Linked DNA regions of Gossypium hirsutum: region 2 is linked to region 1. Evidence: chromatin contacts called from public Hi-C data. All regions are on one chromosome and are shown on one strand. The core of a region is the stretch at or near the end of the contact, and the rest is flanking DNA. Distances in the headings are between cores, read along the strand shown. Region 1 has its middle 13 kb from the start of LOC107962487. Region 2 holds the start of LOC107962490 (ubiquitin-fold modifier 1).

Region 1 (4,186 bases), core at 359-2,858:
TTAAATAAAAATTAAAATAATCCGTATAAATGGTAAATTTTTTATTGATTTATATAAATAATTTTAAGAAATAAAAACACATTTATAATAATATATAACACATTTTATAAAATAAATAGGCTTTTTTATCGTTTCACAACTAATTTAATATCTAATTAAGTTATAGCGAACTTAATTAAATGTTTAAATAATATATATTAATTATAATACTCTCAATAGAATTTAATATTAAAACGCAACTAATTTATAAAACAAATAATATATTTATTATATTATCTATATTGTATTTAAAATCTTTAATTAAAATAACGTCACAAATTAATTAAACATAAAATTAATTAAAAAATAATTAAAAACTCTTTTCTATACCAAGTAAATTATATTATTACAATGTATTTTATCCTTATATAAACTCAATAAAATCTATCATATACTAAGATTTCAACTTAAAAAATTATAAATTTTAATTCTTGAACTTTACGTTATTGTTATATAAATTTTTAATAAATATATATTTTTATTATTATATAGTACAAGATTTAATTAAATAAAAAATTAGATACTCCATTACTTAACCATTCTTATTTAATTATATTTCTAGAATAAAACGTGAAAATATTGAGTAAATTAATTAGATAATAAATATTATATATAACAACATATCATATGTTAAAAATAGTTAATTTAAGAACGTGATTATGTGAGTTGATTCACTAATTTTAAAAACAACACTTAAGAAAATCATATGTTATATAGTTGTTTTATTTATTTATTCTTCATAACCCATGCATGTTTAAAGACATTTGATTATTCACTAATTAATAATTTTTCAAATTTTGTATGAATATGATATTTTTTTTGTTTTATTAAAGAAAAGGAGTCTAAATTTGTATACACTATAAAATTAAATTACATGTTTAAATGGATAAATGTGATGATAAAAGAAATTTTTTTGAGCTGATTGAGTATTAACTCGATTGGTATGAATATTATTGCCAATACAGGAGTACGTGAGTTCGGGTGCATTGAAACATATTATCCTCTTATTTATGGGTTAGAGAGGGACTTTAGATAATTTCAAGTATTCTGTGAAAAAATAACAGAAATGATCAGAATCTTTAATAAAACTATTAAAAATTGTGATTATTTTATTTATTGAATTTGTATAACATTTGACCAAAAATTAAGTCAAAAAACATTGAATTTAAAACAAATTTATAATTAGTACGTAATTGGTAGGGAAGATTGTAATTAGAACATCCAATAATGGTTGACATCTTAGAATTTTTAGCCTCCTTCGTTAACAAGCGCCGTGTGGAATATTATTTTGTAAAATACGCATATTTTTTTACCTTTTTTTATTTATTTAAAGTGTCATTTTCTCCACTAGTTGAGCGGTCGCTTTTATTGGCTGTGAAGTTAGAGGGCAACTACACTGATTGTTAACGTGTACCGCCACGCATAAGATCACTGGATAAACCGTGTTTCGTTTGTTTTATTTATTTTGTATTTTGACAAAGACAGTCAAAAAAAAAAGTGGACAGAACTGACGTGGTAACACGTGGCGGCATTTCAACCAGATCACGAGGTTATCTGCTATCCATAACTCACCCACCAGCCTCGTGAACTGTAGAACAAAATTTTGTTCCTAGCGTCTGATGTCTGATCATGACGTCTGATGCTCTAATTTTTCGACACGTGTAATATTTCTCCTCAAATGATAATCAACGGTTGGTTACATGCGACCTTTTCTGTCCCCTCACTTTCGAACAATCATTCAAAGACACCCATGTTAAATGTTCGGCTATACCACGAAGTTGCCTTTATGTTTGGCTAAATTAGGCAAAAATGCCGGATTTTAAAAAAATTAACAGAATAGGTATTTTTGTGATATTTATTGGAATAGTTTGATTTTGGAGAGATAAGATACATTTCACTTTTTTTTCTCGGACAGGTTTAGGATTTTTTTAGGATATTTATGGTTTAGGGTTGGAAATATGGGGAGATCGATTTAATTATATTTGTGTTTGATATAGATATTGTAAAAGCTTAAAGGTATATTTTAGTTGACGGTTATGCAATAGCATTGGGAGACATATACATTTCTACTTTCGTGTCAGGATGGAACCATTGCCTTAGAAATCCATCGCATTGTAACTCAGGCTTCGAGTACACAGTGCTTATACAGTCATGAGTTGTAGTATAATAAAGGTTCCTAGTTGACGGATGTTAATGTGGGGTCACACATTGGAGCATAACCTGGGATTCCATTTGACAATTATTATGCAATCATGGGTTCAAGTTCCACATCACCAGAAGAGGATGGTTTGTAAACCCGATACAGAAGTTTGAAATGATAATCGTAGGGAAAAACTCAAGGGCTTTCCAGTATAACCAAGTTATAAATTTTCTCCTTCACTACCAAAAACAAGATTCATAACATCCCTATCGTCTGAAACAGTGACAGAGTTGGATACAAGAGCCCTGTCAAGGGGTGAGTGACTGTAGTGATGGAAAGAAGCTAAAGGTCAAGTCAAGGCAGCGACGATTGTAGTTATTTTAATGAGTGATTTAATCACAACAATCACTGTAGACCTGAAACTACCTTCAGCTTTTGTCTAATGCAATAGTCACTCACCCCCTAACAATGTACTTGCTCCCAACTTCGTCATCGATTTCAAACAAGAGGAAAGTTGATGATTCTGCCTTTAGTGGTGATGGAGAAAAGGAACAAGTGAATTATACTGGAAAGTCCCTGAGTTTATCCCCACAATTATGATCTCCAACTTATGGATTGGTTTTACAAGCCATCCACTTCCGATGAGGCAGAACTTGAACTTATGACCACATAACCACTGTCAAGTGGGCTCCTGAGTTATACTCCAACTCGAGACCATACATTAATGTCCATCAACTAGGACTCGTAGTTAGACTACAACCCATGACCGTATTGGCACCTCGAACTCAGAGCTTGAGTTGCAATGCGATGGACTTTTAATGCAATGGTTTCGTCCTGACACAACATATGGAATACGTGGGTCTCAGAGTGCCATCACATCACCATGAACACATACACACCGTAAAACTAGCATACTATCTCCCTCAAAATGAAATAAATATATCTAGAAAAAAAGTTAAACACTTGCAAGTAAAATATAAACAATAACGTAGAGAAGTTTTTAAGAGTGAGGAAAGGTAGTCGAGAGCGATGATGGAGTAGGGGGAACAAAACCCCCTTTATATAGGCAATAGGGTGGGCAACGAGTAAAAAAGAAAATAAAAATATGCATTGGTTAATTTAAAAATATCTCGAGAATTTCGGGATATCTAAAAATGAGGATCAGGATTCCCGGATTCTAAAAACTTTTCAGGGGGTTAAAAATCAGAGAAGGAAAACGCTCTGCCTAGGGCGCATTTTCAGTAATATGGTAGAAAGATGCACTGAAAGCGCACCCCGCATTGTTGAATTGGGATTAACCAAGAATTTGAATCGGATGCATTGTTGAATTCTTGGATCGGATTATAACATCCATTCAAACTATAGCACGAAATAATAAAGTTTATTATCTACCTAATATTATTTTTGAAATCCTTACATAAATACTATCTGATTAAAAATTTTAAACATTAACTTCGACTTTCGATTGTTGATCTAACAATAGCTGGATATCTTGGAGCTCCTTGGTTAGTCCCACATAACTCAAGTTATGGTTCCATCTATTCAAATAATATGTTCTTTCAAAAATATAATAATGAAATACTATTATGATAATTATATTATTGAATTAATTTTACATTATTACGAGTGGGAAAGTATAAGAGTAGTCAACTCGGGGACGTAAAAATTGTAGCCAGAACCATGCCCCATGATTGCAGAAGGAGTACGCAACCACCAATTTTATTTTTTTTGTGATTATGTTGCCCATAACATCTTTTTAGTACAACGTCGCCAACACAACTGATCCCCAACTGAGTCGACTCGTTTATTTCAAGTTGATGAGTTGTAGTAGCCACCTTAAATGTACAGGAGTTCGAGATTTATCGGGTATTAGAATACCTTTGATTAATCTTAAGATGTACGCTCGGGCGTGTTTTTCTCTTTCAAGGGGGACTTGAACTTTTATAGAGATATTCGAAAATTTCTTGTAGCCATTTCATCTCTATCTGACCACCAAAAAACTTGTCT
Region 2 (4,021 bases), core at 959-3,458, 88 kb after region 1:
TATTATTGCTCTTATATATTTTCTTTAGGGAAAAAAGAATTTGCTATCCGTCATGTTCTACACTCAAGTAAAAGTTTAAACATACATACCAAAACAAAGGATCCATAACCAAACAAAGTCATAACCAGTCTTCTCACTCAGAGATAACAAATGAAGTTTTTGTTATTTCAAAAGGCTCCCACCCTGTCACGGGGAATCAGGCGAAGTTCCGATCCATGTTTGAGGAACACATTTCCTGCCAAATCCAATCGAGTGTTATAGGTAAACATAAATCATAAACTAAAAGTGCAAAATCTTTTCATTGTTGTAACCGCATAATAGCTATTTTATTTTCCGGCTTAGACGGAGATTCTATTTACATAAGTCATAATAGGATGAACATTCAACACAGACACCAAGCATGAGAAGAGAGGTAGAATAGACTTAACATAGCTGCAATTCACATCATTAAGTTTTTCTGAAAGTATTCAACGAAAGTGAAACTGACACAGGAATGCCTGTCTGCTTAAATGATATCCTAAACTAATCTTAAATGCCGGATTCTCAAAAATGAAAATATCGATGCTTATTTCAAGTGCAAAGTTTAAAGAAAATGGTAAAATTTCAGGAGACTTGATAAAGAAGAGCAAATAAAATGAAGCTCTAAAACCCTAAAATTAGTCAACAACAATTAAGTGTCAGCATACCTGCACTTTGCTGAGGATTGATTCCCACACCATCTGTTTTCAGAAAAAAACATAATATAATTCAATATAAAATGAAGTGGAAACTAACATATAATTTAGGATGAACATATTAAGATACCTAACATCATAGAGTTGACATGCCCAGCTGATCCCAACTATATACACATTTATATTTAAAACAACATAGTTGCAACTATGATTATTGAAAAGTAAATGATAAAAATGGAGCCAAAGCTGCTTATGGAGAGTTAACCTTGGCAAAGTTTTGATTTATCAACAATCGGTTCCAACTATCATTTATCGACAAACAGAACCAAATTTCAAGCAGAAGATAATGAATCCTTTCAAATATGATGAACTTGATTAGGCCATTTTTAATTGTTTGCTAAAGAGCATATAGTGTCTTTTCATTGTCTTGGCCTGCTTGATATTTTAGCTAATCTAACTAAATGACAACCATATGTATAGAAAAAATGGAGCACCGTAATGTGCTCCTCTGTACAAGTCTCTCATGTCATTACTAATCAATAAGACCGAACAACCCTGATTGACTTATGACCCATTTTGCTCCAGGTAGGGAGAAAAAACATTGCACATTGAAAAACAATGAATAGCCTTTAACCATAGTTGACAACTTCTCATGAAATTAACACAATGTTTGCAGCCACAAATAAGTGAATACAGATGAATTTTAAGTAGGGGAACAAGATAATATAGCTAAGAAAAAAAAATAGCCCAAATGTTAAAAAAAAAACACTTTAAATAACATAATAGAAAATAAATAAAGAGATTGCACTTGACAAAAAAGCATATAACATCTGCCAATTCTATCAAAATATTAAAAGAAAAACAATTATTTTGATCACGTATTTTTTTTCATCATAGTTGCCTAAGAAAATCAGATTGTACTAAATTGAATTCTGCCTAATTCACCAATTATTTCGATTTCCTTTAAAAAAGGGCAAATTTGCTAATCTAAGCCAGTTTACATCTTCCAATTCCCAAATCCTAATTTAACAAAAAAAAGCATGTGATTTAATTGAAACATGCAGAAAGAAATATAAAATCACCAAAATCAATACTTAAATCCAAAAAAGAAAAAGAGTAGAAGGAACGAATTGAATTACCATTGGTGATGATAGCACTGGTTTGAGGAGGGACTTTGAATTCCTCGGCTGCGAATTTCAAGACGGCTGTAAAAGGGGCTGCTTCAGGCACGCTAAACCTGCAATTACGAAAATCATATAAAAAAAATCAAGATTAATAACCAAAATTAGGGAAAATTAAATCAAGCGATCGAACCCTCCCCCCCCCCCAAAAAAAAAAAAAAAGAACTCACACTTTGAAAGGGAGCTTAGGATCAGAGGTAAGAGTGACTTTAAATGACACTTTTCCTCCGCTCGCCATTTCTCTCCTTTGCTTTCTGAAATTTTCCCAACAAAAAGAGATCTGATTATATATAATCTTTTTAATTAAATTTCTCGAAATTAATATATAGATATCGCTATAAATGAAAAACAGTGAAAAAAATCGACTTCGAATGGGCTGGGTTTTGGCCTAAAAAGGAGCTGGGTTCATTGGGCCTGGACCTTTGATTAGAAATATTCTGATTATATAATTAATTAAAATCTTAATGCAAACTTTAGTCCTTGAAGTATACCGTTTTTATCACTTTAGTCCTTAAATTTTTTTCCTACTTTAGTCTCTAACGTTATCAGAGTTCCCAGTTTAGTCCTTAAAGTTTGTTAATTAAATACTAGATTTGGAGAGGAAAAATGAATAGGAATAAAGGAACATTTAGTGCCCAGTCTCTCAACTTGTAACTTTTCCAACTATGGCCTCTGATTTTTTTGTTCACATTAGTTTCAAAATTTGATAATTTTTATCCAATTTAATCCCTAAATTTGGATTCTATTAAAGTGTAATAATGTGATACTTTGAAATTGAGCCACTAGAAACTTTTTTAATTTTTAAGAATTATATCTTTATTTTTAATTATTTTTGTATTTTTTTTAATTTTATATAAGTCTATTTAAAAATTTTAAGCGATGATGAAGCAATTTAAAATGAATATATGATATTCATTCATAAATAGTTTATTTTTATGGTCTCTATTCATTTATCCAGTTGTATAAAATAACGAATATTATGATTAGATTAATAACTTTTTTTATCATTGGTGTTTTTTATTTTATATATTATAATATAATTATTATATTATGAACATATTTTTAATGGTTTGCGAACATGTTTTATTATAAATTCATAAACATGACAAATAAATTATATGATTTTAAAAAAATTCATCAACATATAACCTACACATAAAAAATAAGTAAATGAATATGGATTGTATTTTAGTTCGATTAACATGAGCATTGTTATCAATTTAAGAGGATGTGTTTTCGAGTGCATTGAAACACATTATTTTTTATTTATGGGTTAGGGAGGAACTACAATTTCATGAATTATTAAAAACACATTATCCAAATATTTTTAAAAAAAATTAATTTTATGTTGCTTGCCCAAAGTCAATACTCAAATTTGGAGATAAAAAATTACAAATTCTAAAATTCCAACTCATTTTAACGAAAAAAATCAATTAAATTAAATTCAAATTTTTTAAGATATTTTTTTTCTCAACCCTTAAATAAGAGAATATATATGATTCAGTCTCTTATATTGATAATAATACCAATATCAGCCGAATTAAGATTCACTGACCAATGTCAACCGAATTAAGATTCAATTGACAGATATTTTCTATTTAATAATGATTGAGAAACACTTGAGTTGGGGTGTTAGGTTGAGATGGGCCGGCAATGCCCTTAGCTTTAGTACTTTGAGGGCCCAATGAAGAAGATATGATACCCAATTATGCGCTTTTGGAGATTACCATAAAATTATATATGAAAGTCATAAAAATGTATGTAGTCAGCTCGAACTTTTTGGAGAAAATAAAAAAGGGAAAAAGGAAGGCAGAGAAGAGAACATGGAAGATGGAGCCAATGGCACAATGGCTGGGCCAAGCCTTAGATTCTGGTCTGACCCTTCCCATGTTACATGGTCCTTCACCATCCCACTTACTCTATCATTCATCTCCTTCCTTCAAGTAAAGCTATTTTTGGTTCATGGAGTTTTCTTTCAGTGTATCTAGTTTCCTTGCACTTACCATTTCACTTTCATCCATTTTTTAGGTTACAAATACATGCAATATCATCATCAAATTGATCATCAGAATAATGATTAAACAAGATTCATATATCGTAAAACTTAAATTAAATTTTGATTGAGAACTTACATATGGTATTTACACATAGTTAAACTTGAATCCT

The links. Hi-C and Micro-C count contacts between places; a contact is called where the count stands out from the background.
Region 2: a Hi-C map of leaf shows a contact between it and region 1, with 2.2 times the contacts expected there. The contact joins the promoter of LOC107962490 here to the enhancer-like site in region 1. A contact is called at or near these places in 3 of 34 Hi-C or Micro-C datasets (callus and leaf).

What each region holds. Positions count from the first base shown.
Region 1 is chrA06:6,737,818-6,742,003 of Gossypium_hirsutum_v2.1, forward strand. No RefSeq gene overlaps it. Among protein-coding and RNA genes, the nearest start is that of LOC107962487, 13 kb to the left of the region's middle. Within about 2 kb of position 1,609, at least 4 of the 9 cell types and tissues checked have an H3K27ac peak or open chromatin away from gene starts, as enhancers often do. A contact at or near this core is called in leaf, where this site is marked.
Region 2 is chrA06:6,825,316-6,829,336 of Gossypium_hirsutum_v2.1, forward strand. It overlaps LOC107962490 (ubiquitin-fold modifier 1), which reads right to left and starts at 2,209. Exons shown (of 4, transcript XM_016898898.2): 1 at 2,026-2,209; 2 at 1,814-1,911; 3 at 687-719; 4 at 1-235. The coding sequence starts at 2,093. The coding sequence ends at 168.